2 separate regions of the Gossypium hirsutum genome follow, and region 1 is linked to region 2. Evidence: chromatin contacts called from public Hi-C data. All regions are on one chromosome and are shown on one strand. Each heading gives the region's core, a stretch centred on a gene start, on an enhancer-like site or on the middle of the called end of the contact. The rest is flanking DNA. Distances are from core to core; before and after follow the strand shown.

Region 1 (4,443 bases), core at 88-2,587, 310 kb after region 2:
AACCTGCATTTTTAATACTGAATACTAGATTACCTTGATATCCTGAGTGGTTTAAAGTTGACTGTAAAAATTGATATGGATTTTGTTTTTGCTGGTCCTAAAATTGTTATAACTTCTATTCTTAGGCAATGCAGCTCCAAGGAAATTAAGAATTTTATGCTTGCATGGTTTTCGGCAAAATGCCTCCTGTTTTAAAGGAAGAAGCGCGTCACTAGCCAAGAAACTTAAAAGCATTGCTGAACTTGTTTTTATTGATGCACCCCATGAGTTGCCATTCATTTACCAGTCTAGTACAGAAGCAAAAAATAGTTGTGCTCCACCTACTGGACAACATGCTCCTCCACCTGAGAACTGCAAAAGGAAGTATGCATGGTTGGTTGCATCTGATTTTGGTGGGAAGGTTGAAGCTGATTGGAAAATAGCAAATCAGCCATTCGACCCTCTTCAGTACCAGGGACAAACTGATGGCTTTGATGTATCACTAGCCTATTTGAAAAAAATGTTCTCCGAGCAAGGACCCTTTGATGGGATTTTGGGATTTTCACAAGGAGCAGCAATGGCTGCTTTACTTTGTGCACAAGGAGACAAGCTAAAGGCTGAAATTGATCTCAGATTTGTGATATTGTGCTCTGGATTTGCTCTCCCATTGGCAGATTTCTGGCAAAAGCCCATTAATTGCCCATCACTTCATATATTTGGTAGTGATCCCCGCAAGGACAGACAGATAACAAGCCATACCAGCAGATACCTGGCATCAAGATTTGAAGATGGTTGCTCTGTTATTATTGAACATGAATTTGGTCACATCATTCCAACTCGGTCTCCATACATGGACAATATAAAGGACTTTCTTCGACGTTTTCTCTGATGTATTAGATATGTATTTGACTAGTTTTTTTATTCTTCATTTCTCTGTTTAGAAATGAGGCCCGACACTGGAACTGAAGAGATTTAGTCTTTCAAAATGAGCTAATTGTCCCATGTGCATGCTAATCAGCTAGTTAATTTTTTGTCAGAAACTTTAGCCATTCTTAATGATGCAATAGTCCATTGTTATGGATTAATACATGGTTCCCGGAATCAAAACTGTACCCATAGTAATCGTTGGGTTGAACCGGTTTGAGTGAAGCACTTGGAATTAATTGAACCTAAACAAAAATCCAATTGAATTGGTTTTATAATTTAAAAGATTTATGAATTTATAATAATTTATTTAATTAAAATTAGAGTTGATTGTAGCATAGATCTGATTTTTCAAACCAAGGATTAATATGAGCATTACTCTATTGCATGCGGATCTATATTGTTTGGATCCATGAATACAAATTGATTGAATTGGCAAAAAAATTAATTACACTATCAATTCAACAGAATTTTTTAAAAAATTTATAATATTTTAATGGGACTAAGTTGAATCGATCCAACCAACTAATTGGTGTCAACCACAGGTTGGATTTAAAAAACATAGATGATGAACTCTTAAACCCTAAACTAGTCCGGGAACAGTGTTAGTAAGTGTGGGGGATTGGGAATGCTTTTCAAGGAATAAATCCTAAACTGAAACTAACTTTTGATTCCCAAAAGGCTCCAACACAAACTCTTTGAACCAATTATCTATAGTCTGAATTCTGAACTACACTGGAAGGAACGCATAGCTGTTAACCCAGCTGAGGAAGCAAACAGGAAAGGAACAATGAAGATTTTGAGTAGGAAACTGCTGCACCAATTATCCTTCAAACAAGTATCTTTCTTTTTCCTCCTTTACCAACTAACTCATGGTTTTATGCTTATTGGAATGAATTATCAAGTGGGTACTTTTCAAATGCTTGGTGCTCAACATTTTTGCTTCAATTAAACATCTTTCTATTATCTTCCTTCTTTTGGGACATTAGTATATGATCGCTAATTGAATTTTCAAGTTGGTTGTGAATTTTGAGGACTTTGCTTTACGATCTTCGCATCTTAACGATGCTTATGTTTATTAAATTTGCTTTTATTTGTTTATTTATTTTCATAATTATTTACAACGTTTTGATTTATGAACGGGTTATTATACTTCCACCTTCTATCTACATGACAAGTTTTCTAGCACGAAGATTTTACTATCTTTTCCTCCTTGTTCTTTTTCTTTGAATGAAGACCGAAGGGTACTACCTTTATTTATTGAGTTCATACTATCACGTGTTTAATCAGAGATGTAGAGTACTTATTAATTGTTGCTGGAAAACTATGACTGATTCTTTTTTGTTGTTGCTCAATCTAAGAGTGATTGTTCTACGACTGTTAATATCATTTTAAAAAACTTACTTGATAGGCTATCCGTCGCTGTACATATTCTACTGGGAAAGTCTCAGATTTTGGACAACCTACTTCAGCATCTCATCCTCAGGTGTGCTTCTTAACATGTCCTCATCACTCTGATGTTAGGAAACATGGTAGAGATTTGAGAATTCTGATGGTTTTGCTTTTGTATGATTAGTCTGCAAATAATACAAGGCTTTGATGGGTAAAATGGCAATTTGATGCTGTCAGCTTCCTGGACAAAGAGAAGAAGGTTTTAAGTATGCTTTAAGTTTAGTTTGGTTCTTGTTCTAAGGCATTTTTTCTTCATGTTTACCTCTCAGTTAATGAAGGAAGGGGAGATTACACCTGGTATAGCTACCAAAGAATACATCTCTAGACAGAAAAGATTGTTGGAACTTCTTCCTGAAAATAGCTTGGCCATCATTGCTGCTGCCCCTGTAAAGATGATGACTGATGTTGTGCCTTATACATTTCAACAAGATGCTGATTACTTGTATCTTACTGGTTGCCAGCAACCTGGTGGGGTGGCAGTATTAAGTCATGAGTGTGGTTTATGCATGTTCATGCCAGAACCAAAACCTCATGTATGTTGAGGTTGTGTAACTGAATATTTTGATACTAAATGCTTTTGTTGTCTAATTTTGCAGTAAGAAGGCTTTAGTTTTTTCTTTTCATTTTTAATTATAAGATGGATGGTTCATTTGGACTTTTCCGTTGGGCATGGAGTAGGTTGACTTGTAAACATCAAGTTATTTCTAATTCTTTAGTATTTCAGTAAGGCTGAAATGATCTAGTTTCTTCTTGTTCTTTTGTTATGCATGACATGTTTTAAGTTCATTCAAAATTTTATGAAGTTATGGTTTATGTAGGATGCTGTTTGGCAAGGACAAATAGCAGGAGTTGATGCAGCACTAGAGATGTTCAAAGCTGAAGAAGCTTATCCAGTGAGCAAATTAGATAAGGTGATATGATAATCCGTTGTAGATATGATAGTTCAAATGTCTTGCTTTATCATATATGATATGATAAGGAAAGTAACTTCTTTGTTTCTCCTTCTATTTCTTTCTTAAATACTTTTAAAATAATGCCTGGCAGATCCTTCCAAATATGATAAAAAGATCTTCCAAATTGTTCCACAACAAGCTGACGGCTACACCGACCTACACAGATTTGGAAACCTTTCAAAATGCAGCTCATGTTAGGAAAGTGAGTGACCTTTCTCTTTTCACCCATGAGCTACGATGGGTAAAATCTCCTTCTGAACTTAAGTTAATGAAAGAATCCGCAGCAATTGCTTGTCAGGTACTTTCTTGTCCAACCCTGTTGGTCCCTCTTGACCTGAATTTTGTATAATGTGATTAATGTCTGATGCACGTCTATTTTACATTACTTGGTTTCGGCTATCAAGCTTTTTTAGGTTAGAAATATCCTAGTATCAGGTGGTAAATCAACATTATTTTATGGTATTACTGAGATTGCACTTAAAATAGATGCCCCTTCTGTTATGGAATATTTTGTGTCTGGAGAAGGTAATTACCTGTCTGGTATTCATATTTAACATATAGCTTGCTCTTGGACAGGCTCTTTTGCAGACAATGTTGCATTCCAAAACATATCCTCATGAGAGCATGCTATCAGCTAAGGTTGAATATGAATGCAGAATGAGAGGTGCTCAGAGAATGGCGTAAGCTTTTGCCTTTATAAAAGACTTGAAAGCATGCCCTTTTTTAATGCCAAATATGTTTGGTGTAGCAACAAATATCATTAGTATCATTGTGAACTTATCTACCAAATAGTTTTAACTCATTAGTCTCATTGCCCTTCACCAGATTTAACCCTGTGGTTGGTGGTGGGCCTAATGCTAGTGTTATACATTATTCTCGAAATGATCAGAAAGTAAGTTTAATTATTGTGAGATGTTATTTTGTTTTTAAGTCACCAACCAAGTGCAAATAAGATTTTATGTGTGTTTGTGACGATGATCAATTTTAAGATTTGACTTGTTGTTTGTCTTTTAGATCAAAGATGGGGATCTAGTTTTGATGGATGTTGGATGTGAGCTGCATGGTTATTGCAGTGATCTTACTCGTACATGGCCACCCTGTGGAAGCTTTTCTTCTATACAAGTATGCTTTTGTA
Region 2 (4,187 bases), core at 215-2,714:
TTCATAACATTTTTAGGTAAAGAAAAGTTATTTTATTTGATTTTTTTATTCAAAAATAGTTTACACAGAGAAGAAAAAAAAACGTGTGTTTCGATTAATTTAGAAATGTTGGGAATGATAATAATGGGTTGCGTGGATTTTGATATTTACGATTTTTTTTTCAAGGAAAAGAATAATGATATTAATTAATATAATAAGAATAATTAAAATTTATAAAGAAATGACATTACTAAACGCGAATTAATAAGCTTTTCTCATACACTCATATTTAACACCTTACCTCCTTTTCGATACTAAAAGTACAAAAACTCAAAAAGGATGGTATAATATAAAAAACAATGTTTGCTTGGAATAAAGTTGCTCGTGGAAATTTTATTAGTACTCCGACAAATCCAATAAAAATAAAGATGTTGAAAATGAGACAAAAGCCAACAAAAATTATAAAGTATCAAACCCACCTTAGAGCTGCGCAACTTATTCGAATTCAAAGCATGAATCACCTTGACGCAATCATACTTCACGAGAACATTGTCGAAACTGGACGTTTTGAGCCAAGATGGAGCCTCGCGTATGGCCGATGCTTCGGCAACTGTTGCACTTCCTATTGTTGGTAGCTTTCTCGAGACCCCCAATAAAGGTCCATGCATATCACAGATCACTGCCCCAAAGATATTGTGGATTTGAAATGGGTGTAGATATTAATTATTGGATATTCATGATCCAAATCCACTTTAATTTTACAGATAACAACATTCACGTTACTTCTTTTAGTAAGAGATTCAAATATTTGAATTCGTTTATTCCTTTTATTTTTTTAAAAAAATATATTTTAAATAATATAATTGTATTTATATTTGAATTCAAGTAGTAATACTTTTATTGGGTAAGGGTATTGTTTTTTAACATATCTTACTACATAAGTTAGCAATAAATTAATTACACATGGTGATTTTAATTACTCATATGATTTGTTTTCAACCTGAAAAATATTTTTTTACTTAACTATTATTCTTATTTCAAGTAGAAATTTATATTAATTATTCTTTATGTTATAATAGTATTTTTTTTATATGGAAAAAAAAGGAGAGAATTGGATTGTTTAAATTCTAACTTTGAATCTAATGTCAATCTACATATCAAGTGTACCACCAAATCAGTAACTTAGTTGACATGTTACAATACATATTCAAATTTAGCAAATTTACATTTTCAAATTTAAATTTTACAACTCTGTGGGCATTAAAAGTTTTTCAATTACAATCAACCTTTTTATAACAGTAACCCTTTATAAAAAAATTATTCTTATTTTTTATAAAATTAATTATATTCTTAAATAAAATAAAAATAAAAATATTATTAAGATAAAATATTTAAATTCTATATAAAAATATAGTAATGAAAATAAATATTAAAAAATGGAATTGTATTGAAAATCATTGACATTTCTGTAACATTCACTGTATATACTCAAAAAAAAAAAAAAGATCCAGTACACTGCCAATGGAGTGTTTATTTTAAAAAAGTAAAAAAAAAAAGTATGATTATAGAGAAATTAAATAATAATAATAAAAGAAGAAAGAGAGAGCGCAGCACAGAAGCTGAAACCCGCGTGTTGTTTTTTTATTAGTTGGTGAATGAGAGAAATGAAAGGGCATGGCTTTTATAAAGTGATTGGAAGCCCCTCTCTCTGTTTCTCAACTCATATCCCAAACCATTAACATAACCTATATCTTACTTTCCAACCTCTTTCTTCCATCTCCATCTCCATCTCCATCTCCTTTCTGCAATTATTCCCAACTTTCCATGGCTTCCTTCACACCCAATCTAGAACCTGCCCCTGACACCTCTCTTCAGTTCAAGCCCAAGAAACCCAGGATAACCCTTCAAACCCCTTCCTCTTGTCCTCCCAATCAACGCATCCAAAGAATTAAGCGATGGCGGACCCAACGAGACCAACACATCTACTCCTCCAAGCTCTTCCAGGCTCTCCGTCGTTCTCGTCGTACCTCCGCCTCCAGGGAAGTCCACGAAACGGCTGACAGGGTTCTCGCCGTTTTGGCCAAGGGCACCACTCGTTGGGGCAGAGCCATTCTCACCGCTCGCAAGGTGACCAAACATAAGAAAGCCAAGCTCCCTACTAATAACAGGTTGAGGAAGCCCGATATTTACAGAGAGAGGAGGAAAACGCCGGCTGTTGAGCGGAAGTTGAAGGTTTTGGGACGTCTCGTCCCCGGTTGCCGGAAACTATCCTTCTCCAACCTTATAGAAGAAACTAGCGATTACATAGCGGCTCTAGAGATGCAAGTTCGAGCCATGACGGCTATTACCGAGTTTCTCTGCGGCGGAACTGGCGGTGGACCGCAGCCGCCGGCTGATCGCCTTCCCTCTAATGTCAACTCTTGAAAAGGTGTTTATTATTAATAATTATTATTATTTTTGGAAACTGTTTATCGGTGAGATTTTTAAGTTGCTGTATTTTATTGTGTATACACGACTTTTTCTTTCTTTTTGAGCTCCACTTTTGTTTATTTTATTTATTTATTTATTTATTTTCGGTTTGTTAAGCATCATTTAATTAATTGATTAGAACATGCCAATGCCAATGCCAGCTATTTCTTTTTGGGTGGAATAATAATAATAATAATAATAATAATAATAATAATGTAAAAGCTTAAATTAATTTTTATTAGTGGCATTTATCAACTTAATTAAAATTTACAAATTTAGGAAAGTTTGAAAAACACCACAAATTACTTGGATGATCAAAATAAATAAGATTTGAATTCTGCATGGTACAAGATTTGTGATTTTGATTATTTACTCAATAAGAGTTGAAAACAAAATGCAAGTCATTTTCAACCTTATAACCTAACTAATCACTTCTTTCACACTCATTTCTTGGTTTAATTAGTTGGAGTGGAACCAAAGAAACACCATAGTTGTGTCGGCAAAAGGGTCAGTTCAATAATCCAGTTTGCGACAAAGATTGTCACCTAACTGAGATATATTTGCAAGCTATAGAAACCCTAATTTGATTCTTAAATTTTGAATTTTAATGCATGTATTTTTTTTTAAAAAAACTCATAATGTATTAAATTTGTATAGGATAGGCGTAATGGGGGGTTTTTATGAGCAAAATCAGGCTCACAACATGTGCCCTTGATTTAAGTAGCCCTTGGCAGTCGCAGCACATGTGCCTCCATGGCCCTACTACATTTTGAAGTGCACCCACCCTTCAAATGGCTTGCATGTGCCCCCTCTCTTTAACTCCTTCAAAATTCACATGCCCATTTATGATATAGGATATTTATTTCCTATGATTCTTTACTATAATGCACCAATTAAATTCCAAATTGAATTTAATTAAATCTTTTTAGAAACGTAAATTTTTCCTCTATTCACCGGTCTAGAATGTACCTTTTTTTATTATTTTCAAGAAGGAATTTCAAAAGGTTTATTTGGCTCTTTTAATTTAATAAAAATTATTTTATTTTATTTATTAAATTACCTCGAAAATTTAATGTTTGTTAGCTTTTCTTGTGATATATATATGTAGATTGACACTTAAATGATACGATAATATTTAATTTTTTAAAAATTTTAATATATATTTTAAAAATTTTAACGATTTTTTATTTTTAAATGTAGTTTGTATAATTTTTTTTAAATTTAAAAAAAAATAATTAAATGTTGACATGTTAAATATCATCCACATGATAATATATGGGTATGCTACGTCAGTAAAATTAAAAGGATGTTAATTTTTCTATTAACTTTGAGATTACTTGATAAAAATATAATTTAAAAAATTTTAAAAATAAAAAATTAAAGAAATAAATAAAATAAATTTTTTTATAAAATTGACATTTTCAAAAAAAATAGCGAAAATGTCGTGAAAGAAACAAGGTTGCGATGGGATGGAGGGGTGATATATACCCCACCAATGGAGGAAGGGATGATGACTCAAAGGAGGAATCTCTTTTTCACATTTAAGGGCTAACACGTGTGGTAACATGAAAGCCAAGCTGTCTGATTTTGGGATTGGGACATGTGGGATGCTTGCTGGTCAATAGAAGTTTTGAGCATGCCCCATTTTGCAAATTTTATATATATATTAGCAATCAAGGACCACATGCGCTTGTTCTTTTGTGGGGGGGTGTTTTTCTATATTTCTTTTTCTCCAACAA

The links. A called contact is a pair of places that touch in the nucleus more often than the background predicts.
Region 1: a contact with region 2 is called in a Hi-C map of leaf, with 6 times the contacts expected there. The contact joins the promoter of LOC107893743 here to the promoter of LOC107903828 in region 2. A contact is called at or near these places in 2 of 34 Hi-C or Micro-C datasets (leaf and seedling).

What each region holds. Positions count from the first base shown.
Region 1 is chrA13:80,319,365-80,323,807 of Gossypium_hirsutum_v2.1, forward strand. It overlaps LOC107893743 (intermediate cleaving peptidase 55, mitochondrial), which reads left to right and starts at 1,338. Exons shown (of 14, transcript XM_016818812.2): 1 at 1,338-1,741; 2 at 2,315-2,389; 3 at 2,625-2,888; 4 at 3,174-3,266; 5 at 3,400-3,606; 6 at 3,885-3,988; 7 at 4,134-4,200; 8 at 4,323-4,430. The coding sequence starts at 1,694. It overlaps LOC107893745 (rhodanese-like domain-containing protein 6), which reads left to right. Exons shown (of 9, transcript XM_016818815.2): 9 at 126-981. The coding sequence ends at 868.
Region 2 is chrA13:80,010,327-80,014,513 of Gossypium_hirsutum_v2.1, forward strand. It overlaps LOC107903828 (transcription factor bHLH149), which reads left to right and starts at 1,465. Exons shown (of 1, transcript XM_016830001.2): 1 at 1,465-2,512. The coding sequence starts at 1,804. The coding sequence ends at 2,403.